Regions from separate parts of the Zea mays genome. Here region 1 is linked to region 2. Evidence: chromatin contacts called from public Hi-C data. All regions are on one chromosome and are shown on one strand. The core of a region is the stretch at or near the end of the contact, and the rest is flanking DNA. Distances in the headings are between cores, read along the strand shown.

Region 1 (3,821 bases), core at 636-3,135, 190 kb after region 2:
GTTTTATAAAAAAGAACTGATATTGTTTAGCCCTGCTTAGGAACTGAAAAATCATTTGTTTTCAAAAAACTGATGTGGAACATTGGTTATGGGCTTTTTACTTCAAAAATTAAAGCAAACGTAAGATGGTGAGTCCATTCTTGGCCTGGGTGGATTTATCGTCCGAAAAGAGTACCCCTACCGGGTGCCAAAAATGGAGAAATGGGTTGAATAAATCGAGACCAACCGCTGAGAAGACAAGGTCGCCCGTCTGTGTCGATTAAGGATCATACTATTGATTGGCCTATTGTAGTTGATACTTTGCAACTAGCCACATACCCTGGTATGGAACAGGGTAAGCTTGAACCTGGCCATTCCATACGTGAAGAGACAATCACGCACTAGGAGTGGAGAGATGGCGGGAGTAGTATGTACCCTCCTAGCATAGTAGCACGCCTAGTAGGGTAATGTACTCTCTGGTGGCGCAGACCTGTTCATGTAGTGGAGGACTCCGTGGGAATGGTTGACATATGCAACAGTTAAGTGCTACATATGTCGTGTGGTTAGAAATACCCAACTGGGTATAATCGATTCAAATTTTCGTTGCTCCTCGGTTATGGAGACTTATCCCTGAGACCATCATCGTAGTTAGCAAGTGAAATATGAGTATGGATAAAATGTAGCTAGTATAGGCCAAGTGCTTGAACTAGATTAGGCTAGTCTAGGTTCAAGTAAATACCTAACTTGTGAAATAAAACTTGGCTGCCAAAAAGGGTCTTCGATAATTGATAAGCTTTACCTTGAGTTCCAAATTCATCATACCCTTGAAAGTCTTTTCTTTAGTCGGGTAAGTCTTGTTGAGTAATTGCTTACTCAGGGTTTTATTCCCTATGTTGTTGCACGAAAGATTCTTGTTATCTCTAACTTTTGATAGTTGCTTCGTGTGGAGGTCTTGAAGCTTAAAATGTTTATGTGTATGTCTTATGGAAAGGCTTCACCTTTTCCAATTGTTGTAGTAAGTTATGCCCTCGAGTATTATTAGGATTTGTAATAATTTCAATCACTTTCATGTTGTAAAACTTGAGTTCTGGAATATAAGGCATATTTTGTAAAAGTCTTCCGCTCTATCTCCAATGTGTGTGAATAAAATGCGATTAGTGTAATATGCCTGTAATGTGGGAGATCCTTGGGATGATGAGTTCGAGTTGATAAAATCGATAGCCTTGTTAGGTCACCTGGTACACATGCGTAGCCATCTGAGGCCGTTAATGGCAAAGGATTGGTGCATGTGAGCCTGATAACTTGGAAGGGCTATCATAAAAGCGAAGGGGACGGGTGAGCGGTGGGGTGGGGACCCCTGCTGGGTAGCGGGCGGTGGCTGGTGCGAAGCTGGGGTGTGTAGGAGACGATGACCTAGGTTTGGAATTAAATGGGCCGGTGGCCCGGTGTAAGTGCGGGTTGTAGCTAGATAGTTCCGTGCTTTCCTAACCAAGCAGTTCAATTAGGTTCGGGTTAGTGGTCTTGTTTGGGTGGACAGGGCTTCTATTAACTACAGAGAGCCTATGGCTTGTAATATACATACTATATATATATATACTACATTAATTCAATTGCTAGTTAATTCTAGACGAATTTAACATTAGAAAAGCGTAATAATACTCATGATTTTATATACTACATTAATTCAACACTAAACTAGTATAGTTTATCAGTTATTAATTCATCTGACAGCAGTAATTACTTTGTTTTGATGATGAATGCTAGGATTTTACCCCAAAAGTGTGCCGGATTGTTTGCCCTTTTCTAGAAGGGAAGCACGTAGTAGAAACCAAAACCAGAGCCCTCCAGGCCCAATAAAAGCCCAGTTCAGACTGGATAAAATGGGTCGAAACAGTCCCGGCGGTCCCCACGACACGTCATTGCCGTGGCCCAGCGCTAGTTTCCAGAAGCAGCCGCGAGCTTCCACCGCCTTCTTCCCGTGCATTTTCTCGAGCGACGGAGCGATCCGTTCGGGCCGTCCACCACAGCGAGAGAGAGCGGCAGAGGCGCAGAGCGCAACCGAGCGAGAGAGAGAGGACGGCGACGGCGGAGATGATGGGGTGGGGAGAGGAGGTGGTGGCTCTGTCCCTGCGAGGCTACGGCTATGGCAACGAGGAGGACGACCGGCCGGAGAAGCCGCGGCGGTACGGGGTGACGGAGATGCGGAGCCCCTTCTACTCCTTCCGCCCCGCAAACCAGGCGCTCCAGGTTCACCGCTGATTCACAGCTGCCACCCCCTATTTCGTGGCGCTGCGTCTGCGTGTGCTCTGCCCTAATTCGTTTTGTGGTGTGTTGTGCCGAGCTGGATGACTGGATTGTGCGTATTCTAGATTGGACTGCGATTAAGATTCCGTGGCATGCGAATGTGGCGTGTTTGTTTCGGTGAAAGCCGCGTCTTTTGGTTAATTAGTCTCTATAATAGATTCATACTAGTGTTTAGATTGAGACCATATGGATAGTTTCAGAACGTGATCTTCGTGGGCGTTGCCAAATTTTCGAACCAAATTAGCCGATTCATGCTAATTGTACTGGTATTTTCATATTTTCATTATCCAGCATCTAAGTTTCTGGTATGTGGTGGAGGCACAATAAAAATGTAGATTACTCTCTTGGATTTTGATTTTAGCAAGAAATAACTAGTTCCCAACTGTTTTTTAAGACCCCTTCCTCCTCCCCGGGTGGATTGGACTAGACATTAATGAAACTGAGTAAAGTTCACCATAGGAAAGATTATCAATAGCCATTTACTGGTTTTTGCAGGCACTGGGTGGTTATGCTTAAATGACTGCTGATATATTTTTCGTCTTTTTTTCACCATCCTAACCATTGCTGACACTCAAGCCAAACGTTTTCTTTTTATTATTTCAGGAAATATTGGATTCTCTTAGTCCATTCGTTGATGGTTTGAAGTTCTCTGGCGGATGCCATAGTTTGATGGGAAAGGAGTTGGTTAGAGAGATCACTGATCTAGCACACAGGCATGACATTTATGTGAGCACAGGTGATTGGGCAGAGCATTTGCTGCGCCAAGGACCCTCTTCTTTCAAGCAATATGTAGAGGTATGCGCCTCTGTTATGGTTATTTAATTCTGTGACAGATTGAAAACATGTGTGAAATCACTTCCAGAGCAGCACATAACATGTGTATTCCATTTCAGGAATGCAAGGCCTTAGGGTTTGACACAATTGAGCTGAATGCTGGGTCTCTCAACCTCCCTGAAGAGGCTCTGTTGAGACTAGTCCGCCTCATCAAGAGTAGTGGTTTAAGGGCAAAGCCAATGTTTTCGGTGAAGTTTGACAGTTCTGATATTCCTGCGTCTGGTGATAGGGCCTTTGGGGCTTACATAGCTCCAGTCAAAGGGAAGACCTCAGGTAAACTAAACAGAGGCTTGCCATTTCAACTTCATTGTACAAACTGTAATTGGTAAGACCCTAGTGACCTCAGGCAAACTGAAATACTGAATACTCTCTCCGTTCTAAAATAGTATTCGCTTTGGCTTTTGATTTTTATGTCTATATTCAATTGGATGATGATGAATGTTGACACATATATAGAACACATACACCAAGTATTGTATGAATCTAAAGGCGAAACGAATTTTATTTTGGGACGGAGGGAGTACTCCGTAATGTTTGCACAAAGCAACAGCTCTTATACTGAACAATGACCAGTTAGATGGTTCCTTTAGCTGTGTGTGATTATTTTCATTGAACATTCATAACTTGGCCTGCCACTGTTGTCTTTTGTTATCACAATTCACTGCATTGCACAATATGCTACACCTGTGTACTTTTTCTAAGCT
Region 2 (3,546 bases), core at 521-3,020:
GCATTCATCCTTGATCCTAGAGCTAAATTAAGGGGCTTCAATAGAGTTATATCTATTTTAGCTAGCATGACACACTATGATTATTTTGCTTACTTGACTTGTGTAAGAGCCAAATATCTGAGGTCTTTAACAAGTATGAAGCTATATTTGGTGCAGTGACATCAAATAGATCCTCACAATCAACAAGAATTGATAAGAAGAGGACTAATTGGGGTATGATATATGGTGATGATGACGATGATTTGTTTTCAACCCTAATTGGTGGTATGTTCTTCTTGCAACTCGAGTCCTCAAGCTTCTCTATCTAGATATACTTATGCTAGTGTCGTGCATCTCTTAGGATTGGTTCTGAATTGTTAGCATACTTGGATAGTGATATTATCGAGATGTTTGATGACGATTTTAATCTTTTGACTTGGTGGCAAGATCACAAACTGACATACCCTGCTCTTTCTATGTTGGCTAAGGATATACTAACTTTATCCGTCTCTACAATTTCATTAGAAGGTCCATTTAGTCTTACTGGCAGGATCATCAAGGAGCGTCATCGTCGTCTGACATCGGACACACGGCAGAGATGCTGACCTGTATCAAGGACTAGGAGGAGGGGAACGCAAGGACCCAACACACTGTAGAGAACAAAGAGCTTAAAGGATCGTTCTTTAAGCTTTATATTGATGATGAACCAGTTGACACTCCTGAGTCCTCTCATGCATCTCAGTCTCAGTCTCAGGCACAAATGGATCCACATGTAGATGCTTAATCTCAATTAGCTAGTGTAAATTTGTAATAGCTATATATCTATATAGACATGTGTGCCTATATGATTGTATAAGAACTATGAACTGTGATGTATATGTATAGGAAAACACGGGCTGGAAATGAACCAAGCTCGCCTCAGCTCGGCCTTTGCACTACAGGCCAACCGGGCTGACCGTGCTGGCATGGGTGCCCAAACAACAGACTCAGACAGTCAGACAGCTGTCCGGCCATAGACAACTTCGTGCACGTGCCGAGAAACAACAAAGTTTCTCCAGGTGACACGACGGCGACGACCGTACGTGGAATCCAAGCTAGCACACGTACTCCGCATCCTGAGCCGAGAGAGAAAAAACTGGACGAGTACGAGTACGATGCATACGTGTCCATGTGGAAGCGTGCTGAGGAGTTTTCGCTGCACTGTGCCGTGGCGTAGGCACCATGCCGATCGAGAGGCTTCGCGGCGGTCGGGCTTTTGCTCGGCGCCTGTCCGCCCGGTCGTCATTGCCTGCCGCTGCCGGCGAGGCTGGTGCAGCGGCTATTGCTCGTGAGTGGGACAGGCAATATCGTAAGAGCCGGGTCAGGCCGCCTGAACGTGGACGGCACCCATACCCAGGTGAGCTCACGATAGGAAGAGAGAAAGAGGGGATGTGGAGATATGGGCACGTCGTCTTCGATGTGTGCCAAGATAAACTCTGCACGACTGTAAATGGTTCAGCGATGATGGACCTATTAGCGCTGGCACTCTCGAGATCTGGTGTGCGTGGCCTCAGTTTTGGTGATCTGCGATGCGGACGCGATGAATGTCGCATGACTTGTCTGCTAGCTTGTTGCAAGTATACTTACTATATACTATGTACTGTATAAAAATGGATCCGAGACAGTCCATATCCCGGGACACGTACGTACGTACGTACATGATCCCTGTAACCCACCACATCCAGTGGCAGTGCTGCCGGCTCGCTTCATCAATTTTAGAATGGTAACAGAGCCTATCAGCTCTGTTCCCCCAGTAGACACCTAAACTTTGCCACATAGCCAATAACGGATCGGATCGCCTTCGTACTTTTCCTACTTGCTATCTCCAGCGCTAGGCTATCAGCTAGCACTAGCAGCGCCGTCACTGTTCGAAGAGATCAGCGCAGCGAACTCGCAGCCGAGAGATCGATCGAGGCCGGCCGGGGCCGAGATGGGCAGCGTCGGCGTCGGTTGCGGCTCGCCGGACGAGGAGCAGCAGACCGAGGGCAGTGGCCCTCTGCCGCCGCCGGCTGTCTGCGTCACGGGGTCCACCGGCTACGTCGGCTCCTGGCTCGTCCGCACGCTGCTGCGGCGAGGCTACCGCGTCCACGCCACCGCCAGGGACACAGGTATGTATGTATGTATGTACACACGGCGCGCGCGCGTGCGTGCGTCGGCGCTGCACATGGCCGAATAACTCTGATGTTGGCGCTGACCATATGGCCGAGCTCTGATGCCGGCGGCGTTGCGCGCGCGGTGCACCGGTGCCGGTGGTGTTGCACGCACGCAGGCAAGGCCTTGCAGGTGCTCGCCGTCGTGGAAGAAGGGAGGGACCGGCTCAGGGTGTTCAGGGCCGACATGGGCGAGGAAGGGAGCTTCGACGCCGCCGTCACGGGATGCGTGGCGCTCTTCCACGTCGCGGCCTCCATGGACCTCCACGTATCACCCGCCCATCAGGACAACCTCGGTGAGTCGTTGTGAACTTGTGATACAATACAGATACACATGTGAAGTTGTCGACAGCAGCGCGGCTAGCTCAGTTCACTCCATCCGTTCTGCGCAAATGCATGCTCCAAGTCATAAATACTGATACAGTCTGAAAATCTATCTACTCCCCCCCCCCCCCCCCCCCCTGCACATATAAAAACATGCGTTACAATATTATTAGGAACAAATTTTATTAAATAAATCTTCAAAACTACATACCACACTAATTTTTAAGTTACTTGCCTATACATTGCAACAAAAATCAATCAATTAGTATAGGAACCAGAATACGTAAAAATCTTTGATTTTTAGTACCGGTATGGGTTTTCTTGAGTACCAGTATGTAGCAGGCGATTATTTTAACTAAAAATACCACTGGCACTTTATAACTAAATTCGTCTGTAAAAATTAAACACCACTGTGGGTTTAGAGCTCTTTTCTACTAGTGGTTTTAAGTTTGTTCTAAGTTAAACTATTTAAATTTTGACAAACAATATATATAAATTGAATTATTTTAAACTAAAGGAATTATCTATTATGTCTATTATGTTAGATCAAGTCATAATAAATCTAGTAAATTTACTTTTATTTTATATTTTTTATAAAACATACGGAATAACCCGTCAAAGTTGACAGTGATTGACCTGCTTAAAACGACAAACTTACATGGACGGAGAAAGCAGCAAACATATGTACGTTACAACGAAATCTAGTACGTATAGTAATCGGACACTGTATCATTGCTAGAAGCAGTTTGATATGATCGGTCTAATACGTAATGAAATTGAATTATGTATCCGTCATCGCTAGACGCAAGTTGATCATCGAGTTATAGACGTAAGCTGTTATAACTTGTATCAATATAGATCATAAATCTGAGTCATATATAAGTCATAGAGTATACTTGCATATGGGTAGGGAAAGACATAAAAATAGATAGAGTAAATAATATTAAAAATACAAATTATGAAAAAAAATAAAAAGAAAAAAACACCTACTGTCTAAGAATCCTTACGATATGATAACTCATGATATAAAATGTTACCGTATTTCTATAAAGCA

What was found. Hi-C and Micro-C count contacts between places; a contact is called where the count stands out from the background.
Region 1: a contact with region 2 is called in a Hi-C map of ear, with 2.4 times the contacts expected there. The contact joins the promoter of LOC100283358 here to the promoter of LOC100284504 in region 2. A contact is called at or near these places in 3 of 25 Hi-C or Micro-C datasets (ear, endosperm and leaf) and 1 of 3 datasets of contacts at active chromatin or transcription factors (leaf).

The regions. Positions count from the first base shown.
Region 1 is chr5:50,049,740-50,053,560 of Zm-B73-REFERENCE-NAM-5.0, forward strand. It overlaps LOC100283358 (phosphosulfolactate synthase-related protein), which reads left to right and starts at 1,886. Exons shown (of 5, transcript NM_001156259.2): 1 at 1,886-2,226; 2 at 2,887-3,078; 3 at 3,177-3,390. The coding sequence starts at 2,071.
Region 2 is chr5:49,861,804-49,865,349 of Zm-B73-REFERENCE-NAM-5.0, forward strand. LOC100284504 (dihydroflavonol-4-reductase) reads left to right here and starts at 1,771. Exons shown (of 6, transcript NM_001157399.1): 1 at 1,771-2,126; 2 at 2,288-2,464. The coding sequence starts at 1,949.